Linked DNA regions of Sus scrofa: regions 1 and 2 are each linked to region 3. The links are chromatin contacts, called in public promoter capture Hi-C maps. All regions are on one chromosome and are shown on one strand. The core of a region is the stretch at or near the end of the contact, and the rest is flanking DNA. Distances in the headings are between cores, read along the strand shown. Region 1 holds the start of RPL36AL (ribosomal protein L36a like). Region 2 holds the start of TMX1 (thioredoxin-related transmembrane protein 1). Region 3 holds the start of MAP4K5 (mitogen-activated protein kinase kinase kinase kinase 5).

Evidence for each region. Promoter capture Hi-C pulls out the DNA fragments that hold promoters and counts their contacts.
Region 1: a promoter capture Hi-C map of fetal liver shows a contact between it and region 3, with 4 times the contacts expected there. The contact joins the promoter of RPL36AL here to the promoter of MAP4K5 in region 3. A contact is called at or near these places in 1 of 5 promoter capture datasets (fetal liver) and 1 of 2 datasets of contacts at active chromatin or transcription factors (skeletal muscle).
Region 2: a promoter capture Hi-C map of fetal liver shows a contact between it and region 3, with 4 times the contacts expected there. The contact joins the promoter of TMX1 here to the promoter of MAP4K5 in region 3. A contact is called at or near these places in 1 of 5 promoter capture datasets (fetal liver) and 1 of 47 Hi-C or Micro-C datasets (fetal skeletal muscle).

Annotation. Positions count from the first base shown.
Region 1 is chr1:179,476,507-179,479,206 of Sscrofa11.1, reverse strand. RPL36AL (ribosomal protein L36a like) reads left to right here and starts at 1,387. Exons shown (of 2, transcript NM_213917.1): 1 at 1,387-1,417; 2 at 2,121-2,569. The coding sequence starts at 2,152. The coding sequence ends at 2,472. It overlaps MGAT2 (mannosyl (alpha-1,6-)-glycoprotein beta-1,2-N-acetylglucosaminyltransferase), which reads right to left and starts at 743. Exons shown (of 1, transcript NM_001128482.1): 1 at 1-743. The coding sequence starts at 743.
Region 2 is chr1:180,932,217-180,934,988 of Sscrofa11.1, reverse strand. TMX1 (thioredoxin-related transmembrane protein 1) reads right to left here and starts at 1,311. Exons shown (of 8, transcript XM_001928249.4): 1 at 905-1,311. The coding sequence starts at 1,056.
Region 3 is chr1:180,298,136-180,300,871 of Sscrofa11.1, reverse strand. MAP4K5 (mitogen-activated protein kinase kinase kinase kinase 5) reads left to right here and starts at 1,381. Exons shown (of 33, transcript XM_021101533.1): 1 at 1,381-1,668; 2 at 1,879-2,095. The coding sequence starts at 1,988. It overlaps ATL1 (atlastin-1), which reads right to left and starts at 1,438. Exons shown (of 15, transcript XM_021101558.1): 1 at 1,205-1,438.

The DNA.
Region 1 (2,700 bases), core at 138-2,637, 820 kb after region 3:
AGGACTTTGACCCTCTCCCACACGAAATGCAGCTTCCACCACCAGTGGTGTTTGGTTTGGGAGAACTTGGCCTCTCTGTAATGGCCGAAGGAGTCGGGATATTCAGCATTAATGCATCCCATTTTCAAAGCTGCATTCTTCTCCAGGTCTCTAGGGCAATCTCTGGGGTCAGTACCCGGAAACTCGTTAGGGTACAACTGAATGCTGAAAGGAAAGAACACCTGCAGAACCGGACAGAAATCCACCCCAGCGATCAGCTGATTAATCTCAGTCGACCAGAAGTCATGGCTAAAGATGACGAGGACGTTGTCGATTCCCTGGGCTTTCCGAAGTGAGTCCAGGAGCAGTTTGAGGTATTCGGCCCGGTTGTGCACCTGGACCACCAGCACAAGCTCGCGGGGGACCCAGGAGCTGACCTTATCCACATTCCTCAACGTCTGGTCAAAGTTCAGTTGGTACACTAGGGACCGGTACCGCAGCGTCAGGTTGTCCACCTCGGGCTGCGGGGCTGCCGCGACCAGCGGAGCCGCCGAATCGTTGGAGCCCCGGCGGATGCCCACGGATATGGCAGGATGGTCCCCGGCCCGGGCGCCCGCACCCCGCACGGGCTCGGCGTCCAGCAGCGGCGGGGCGAGGGCCTCATTCTTCCTTTGTCGCCCATTGCTGCTCCAGAGGACGAAGCCGCAGGCGGCCACCACGAACGTCAAGATCAGCACCTTCCGCTTGTAGATGCGGAACCTCATGGTCTCCGGGGCCGGGAGCGCGGGCAGGCGCGTAAAGGAGCTAGCGGATCCCGCACGGAAAGGGCGGGCGGGCGGCGGCCGTGGCCTGCAGCGATCGGAATGGGCCTCCGCGGCTGCCCTCGCTAACTCATCCCTGGCCCCGGGGGTCCTGGGGCCCGAAGGCGCTCAGCTCCCCTGTGCCGCCCGGGCTCCACACATCCTCGCCTGGCAGCTGCAGCTCAGGCTGTCCCGCCGCTAGGAGCCGCGACTCAGCGTCGCCTCGGTCCTCTCCATCCGGCACGGGTCCGAGAAGCCCGCCGCGGCCCCACCGCACCCCGGCTCCGTTACCTGCGCTTCCAGCGGCCCTGCGTCCTCTGGGCTTTCATCCTTACGCAGGCACCGGACGTCCCGGACCGAGGGACGCAACCTCGTCCCACTCCCGCGGAGACTGTCCTGACAACCAGCAACTGGCTCGCGGAGCTCCGCGGCCCCCGGGCCCACACCCCTCCGGCCCGCCCCTCGGGCCGTCGGTTGGCGCTTCCCCGACGCGTCGGGAGACGACCGGGCGTCGCTGCCCGCCTCTTATTGGGCCGCGGCGCTGTCGCTCAGGCTCAGTTCCTGCTTCCGTCCCGATCCTCCTTTTCCGGTGAGGCTAGAGCAGAGCGAGACCCGGAACGTGGACATCGGTTTTACTGGTAAGCTACACGCGGAGTGGTAGCGGTCTCGACTGGAGCCCCCGAAGCTCAGGATCCCGGGGTGGCCGGGCGAACCCTGGTAGGAGAGGGAGGGCGAGGCCCGCCGCCTTGGGGGATTTCAAGAACGGGCTTCTCCCTTCCGGGAAGGGGCTCCCGCATGGCGGCTGCCGGGCCGGGAGGCACTTGTTAAGGACACGTCAGCCTTCGGGGCCGCTGAAGGGAGACCGTGTTTCGGAGGGAGAAGTCAAACCACGTTGCTGCGGTCCTCAGAGAAGGGCCGGGCTCGGCCTTGGCACCAGCTACACCGCACCCGGAGCCAGACTGGCTCTCGCGCTCACTCTCCCACTCTTCCGAAGGAGAGTAGATTATCACACGACCACGCTTTAGTTGTTGGGTAACCACGGTAAATTAAGGACCAAAGGAACCCACTTTGGAACTTAGAGTCAGTAGGGGGACCTGACTGTATAGGGCATCCTTATGCTGCTGCTCTGGCCCTTATTTTAGTGAGCCTCATTTTATCACTGCTCCGATGATTAGCCTTCTAAAGAGTTGTGCACATATATATATTTATTCGTGTGGAAAATGCGTATTTGGTGCATTTATACGTTAATGATTTCTGTAATGTTACTATTTCCATATTTACAAAACTTAAAATTTCAAAATGTTTAACGTCTGTTGCTGTATTTTAAATATTTTACCACAGTATTCATCGTGAAAACACCCCTGTTGCAAAGATGGTCAACGTACCTAAAACCCGAAGGACTTTCTGTAAGAAGTGTGGAAAACATCAGCCTCACAAAGTGACCCAGTATAAGAAGGGCAAGGATTCCCTCTATGCCCAGGGAAAGAGGCGCTATGATCGGAAACAGAGTGGCTATGGCGGGCAAACAAAGCCAATTTTCCGGAAGAAGGCTAAAACCACAAAGAAGATTGTGCTGAGGCTTGAATGTGTTGAGCCCAACTGCAGATCCAAGAGGATGCTGGCAATTAAGAGATGCAAGCATTTTGAACTTGGAGGAGATAAGAAGAGAAAGGGCCAAGTGATCCAGTTCTAAGCCTTGAGAATTTTTTTTATTCTATATTTGAGAGGAAGGTGTTGAAGCCATAGGGGGAAAAAAAATGCCTGTATGAGAATAAATACAGTGATACCTTACTGAAATCTTTTGTATTTTTAAAATATAAATAGGATCTTGTGCTTATTTTGGTTCTAAATTAAGGAAGTTACAGAATTAAGGTTCATTTCAAATTCTCATTTAAATTTAGTTCCATAAGACTTGGAATGT
Region 2 (2,772 bases), core at 62-2,561, 630 kb before region 3:
CACAGTTAACACTCAATAATGGTGTTTTTCACTAATATCACTAATACCATTAGTATCAATAATACTGTCACCACCATTACCAATTTAGTGACTAAAGCAAAGGCAGATAGTTTACTACCTACCAATGCATAAGGGACATGATCATAATGGAATCACCAGACACATGATTTTATTCAAACAATAAATGACGACCTGACACTCTTTTAAGAGTTTATAATCACTCACAATTAATTTTCTTTTTTAAATGCAATACCACTTAGAGAGACATAAGAGTAACAACCTAGGACATTCAGTACTTTGCAAAAACACACACCCAAAGGAAAAATGAGATGTGGGCAAAAAGAAAAGCGAACACACACACACGCCCGATTCATAAAATTTAAAATAAACTAAAAAGACCTCAAATTCTAACATTCTAAGTGGACTACTTTTTAAGGACAATTAGACAAAAGGAGAGGAAAGGCTGCAACTCAATTTCCTCTTCTGCAGTTTGGTAAAAATAACTCTGGAAGTCTGTAAGACTCACAAGAAAATCAATGTATAGCAACTAGTCAGACTAACCTCCCCATCCCCAAAAACCTTGAAGAAAAGTTGAGAGAATTCAAAGCTGAAAGCAGCCTCTACATACACCGCAGCCCTAGCAACCAAACTAGGGTGCACACTTCAGAAAAAAAAACTTAAAAGTATTACCCGGTCGCAAACGAAGGGGTGGGATGAAAGCAGCCGAAGATCCCAAGAGTTAGGGGATTCCGAGCAGTCGGGGGCTCCCGTGCCGCGGCTCGGAGCCGCAGCGCCGAAGAGCCTAGGACGCTCGGGAGAGGAAGGAGAATGAAGTCGGGGCTCCAGACTAGGATCCAGTACCCCGGCCCACAGAAGGGCCCCCAGACCACCGTCCCGCACTCACAATTCTATCATCCACTCTCCTTCCAGCAACTCTTTCCAGTTCTCGTCGGTGATGATGCGCACGTCGCTCCGCCGCCCGTGGGTCCAGGGAGCCTCCCACAGCAACAGCAGCAACACCGCCAAGGGGACCATAGGACTCCCGGAGGGCGCCATGTCCGCCGCTCGCCCTCCCCACAGCAAGCGCTGCGGCCCCCACCTTCGCGTAACCTCTCCTCACTTCCGTCCGTGCGAGCTCATCTGCTCGTGCGCATGAGCGCGGCGAGGCTCGCGCGCGCGCCTTGAGGACTCTCAATGCGCATGACGAGACCAGGTCTCAGTGGGTTGGTTTAGCAGCGAAGGAGCGCGCCTATTCCCTAGTGCGCATGACAAAAAAGCATTCCCTTCCTTTCTGCTTTTCCCGAATATGGTGTCGGAAGAGAGGCGGAGGGCGTGGTGTAGAAAGTGGGGTGGGACTTCGGAGAGAACAGCTTCAAAGTCTGCGGCAGGATTTTGGCGCCAAAAGTTTGGCGTTTATACTAACTTAAGGCGATTGGTAAGTCTATGCTAAAGCAGTTTCCGGCTAACTGCCTGTCAGGGTTTTCTTTTTTTTTTCCTTTTGAAAAATTTTGTAGGACAGTTAATGGATGTTTGTATGAGTCAGAAAGTTTAGTGCACTTTATGCACTTTAGGGTATATGTTGTCCCTCTTTTTTTTTTCTTTTTTTGGTTTTGGGTTTTTTTTTTAATGCAGTAGTTACAGAGAGGATAGATCAGAAATTCAAAATGGAGCAAGACACAGAGGCTGCTTGTAACAGATATTTCAGATTTTTTCCTTAAGCATCTGTAAATACAAATCAAAATGTGCACTGAGTTTGGTATTAATCAGTCAAATGAAAATAATTGCATTTACACCTCCTCACTTCATATTCTCTCCTAAACTCAATCCAATTGACTGATTCCTCCCAATCCCCACCCTTCCCTGAAAGGCCTTTTCTAGGACATTAGTAATTTGCATGTTAACATTCATCTTACTTGACTGCCAGCAAGCATTCTGTCACCACACCCTCCTTGAAATGGGTTATGTGGTACCTCATTTGTTTTTTTGTTTGTTTTTCCTCCTTCCTCACTAGCTGCTCTTTCTGAAACGTCTTGGCTGGTTCTCCTCTACTAATTTCCAGACATTGACTGGCCCCTGGATGCTGTACTGGCCCCCCTCCTCTTAATCTCAAACTTCTCCAGGTGACCTCACTTCTGGCTTTAAAAAGCATATGACTGTCATTTCCAGCCCTGACCTTTCTGGGAACTTCAGACCTGTATCTTGTTTTAAAAACAACAACAACAAAATTCAACCCAGTAAATTTAAAGATCTATTTGTCATAAGTCAGGCACCATTCCATCTGGCAACTAGAAGGGCTCTCCAAGAGGTTATACAATGGAAGGCTTTTATAGGAAGAAGGGTGAGGCAAAGGAGTTCTTGGCGAGAGAAAAGAAAGGATTATTTTTTAGGACTTTTGAGGGGAAGGGCACTGGCAAGGGCTTTATCGGTATAGATTCCTCTTCTTTAAATCTCTGTTTGCTGTCATGGGAAGCAAATGATTCCATTTTTTAACAACATTAAACTCTTTGCTGGACATCTCTTGGATATCTTATAGGGAGCTTAAACATAACAGGATCAAAAAAAGTTTCGATTCTCCCTCTTCAGGTCTTCTCAATTAAGAGCCTCAAGGTTGTAAATCAACTATATTTTAATAAAAAATAAAAATAGGAGTTCCCATCATGGCTCAGTGGGATAGTTAACAAATCCAACTAGGAAGCATGAGGTTGCAGGTTCAATCCCTGGCCTCGCTCAGTGGGTTAAGGATGTGGCGCTGCCGTGAGCTGTGGTGTAGGT
Region 3 (2,736 bases), core at 132-2,631:
GGAAAAAAAGAGTCTATGACAGTAAACAAGTACTAGGATACCAATAGAACATTTGAAAAGATTTTGAGTCATTGAAGCCAAAAGTATTTGCCCACCAAAACAAGTGCCAAGAAGCTTTGAAAGAAGGAACTGTTCTTCAACAATTTTTTCAATGCAGCAAACACATAGGCTTTGTCCATAGAGCATGTAAGTCTGAGCTTACTTATGTTCCCTAAATAAGTGCTCTTTGTGCATGGAACACAAAAAAATACATATATTCCCTGTACAGCTAAGGTGTGAAGTTAATTTGTACATTACCAAACTGATTACAATGATCAACAATAAGGGATATATTGCCCGAGAATGGAATGAATTGGATGTTCAAAGCTACAGGCCAGCATCTGTGACTTGCTCTTTTGTGATTTTTCAGTCACTAAATGGATTGGTCAAGTGTTAGCTGAATTTTTTTGTTCAAAACCTTCATTGGGCTCTACAAACAAAATCAATCTGGCAACCTTATTTCTACCTTGGAACAAGACTGGAAGTGAAACTACAAAACAGCTTGTGAAATATTCAGCCAAATTACTTCCCTAAACTCCTGTTTCATATTCTGTGCATTGTGAAGTATGTTAAAAAGCCTTTTATATTTGATAACGCCCTTTACAATCTTGTAAAATGCCTTATAAACACTTTCTCAGGTGTCGGATGCAAAACCCTACCCTCTTCAAGCTGCAGATAAGGATGTGGAGATATTGCCAAATAGGATGTCTTTTTTGTCCCAGATCACATACTGAGTAAGTGGTAGAGTCAGAACCAGGTTGTGGTCCCTGATTTTCAGCTGCTGCAGAACTCCCGACCCAATTAAAGGAACAATACCTGCGCTGAGACACTGCGTGTGCCCAACAGGGATAAGAACCACATAGACTTCCTAGGAATTCCGACTTTCGGAAATGTCTTGGGAAAACTTAGTGGAAGACAGGTTGCGCAGGTGTGCAGTGCAGCCTCAAACTGGTACCACTGGGAATGGTTTGCAAAACAGGAAGGTGCAGTTGGGTGTGCCGCGACTTAGTTAATCTGGCACTCCCCCACCTCCCTCCCGGGCGCCCCATTGCCAGATTACTTCTGGCTCAGTGCCCTCAACGAACCATTTTCTCAACTGGGAGGGCTGCGTTCCCATCGCCCTCGTGCCCACCCTACTACTCTACCCGCCACCCTCCAGGTTTACCTGACAAAGCTGGGAGCGGTTTAGCGGAGGCGCGTCAGCCCAAGAATGCCCGGGGGCGTCCGTGACCCCCAGAGTGGGGAGCAGAGCCCGGCTCAGGAAAGGACGCTCCGGGCCAGGGGGGCGCGGCGGCCCGGCCGGGAGAGTGTCGTGTCCCGAGCAGGCCTCAGGGCGGCACTCTGGTCTCGCGGCCGGCGCGCTCGGGCGGGACGCTGGGCGCCGACCCACGCTGGCCGGGAACGTGTCTCCCGGTGACGCAGCCCCGGGTGGGGAACGTGGTGCGGCGGCGGCGGCGACGGTACGCGCCTCCGCCGCCCGCGAGAGGACGTGCGGTGCAGCGAAAGGCAGCGGCGGCAGCACAGCTGGACTTGGAGGGCCGGCGGGCGCCGGGAATCAAGACGCAGGCGCCGGCGGGGAAGTAGGTCCTGGGCGCGGCGCTCAACAAAGAGCGGGGCCGCCCCCCTCAGGTACCGAGCCGGCCCCGGGCCCCGGCGGGCGGGCAGAATCCGGCCCGACAGTTCGCGGGCGGTCAGGGAGGGGGAAGGGCCGCGGCCGGAACACGGCAGCGGCGGGGCGCTGGGGACCCCTTCCAGGCCCGCTGGTAGCGGCTCCCGCTGGGGCGGAAAGGACGGGACTGGGCCGCTCGGGGTTGCAGCCTCTGCTCGTCCCTCGTGCAGGCGGAGCTGCGGGCAGAGGCTCCATGTTGGGAAGCGGCGCCGCTCGTCCTCGTTAGCGGGAATCGGGGCGCCGCGGGCACAGCCGGCGGGGGCCGGGCCCTGAACGAAGATGGAGGCCCCTCTGCGGCCTGCCGCGGACATCCTGAGGCGGAACCCGCAGCAAGACTACGAGCTCGTTCAGAGGGTCGGCAGCGGCACCTACGGGGACGTCTATAAGGTGAGGCAGGCCAGGCTCTTTTCCTGCGGTCCGCTGGCTCCCGGGAATAGGGCCACTTTCTGAGGAAGTGTGAGAAGGAAGGAGGATGCTTTTGTTGTTGCATCTTGGAGATGCCGCGGCCGGGTCCCATTTACTCCATTCGGAGCGCCTTCTAATCCATGCTTGCACTGATCGCTCCAACAAGCAGAACTAACTACACCTTTGCGAACCACCGTTGTACTTTTTTTGTGCGTGTGTGTGGTATAAAGGCTTTTTAATGCTTATTTATGGTATCCAAGAAAGTTCGAATCTGCTTATGGAGTTGCGCTTGAGGATATTCTTGTCTTAACATGGAAAAAATGCTTCCTGGAAGACAGTAGACAAGGAAATATATTGACGTTCTCACATTTTCACAAAAAACTTTTTGATGGATGATGCTGTTTTAAAAAGTCCTTTGAAACCCCAGTCTCTCAATTTTAACTGTAAGTAGTCTAATGCTGGGTCAAAGTGATGTGTGCACAAACATTATCCTATGCAGAACAATGCTTTTCCTGGTAGAAGTTTTGGCATTTGTATCTGATGATGATTTTCTAATTCTTCTTTGGCAATTCCTCTCTCTGGGATTGATAACATCCCATGACCCAGAATAGTTAAGAGCAGCT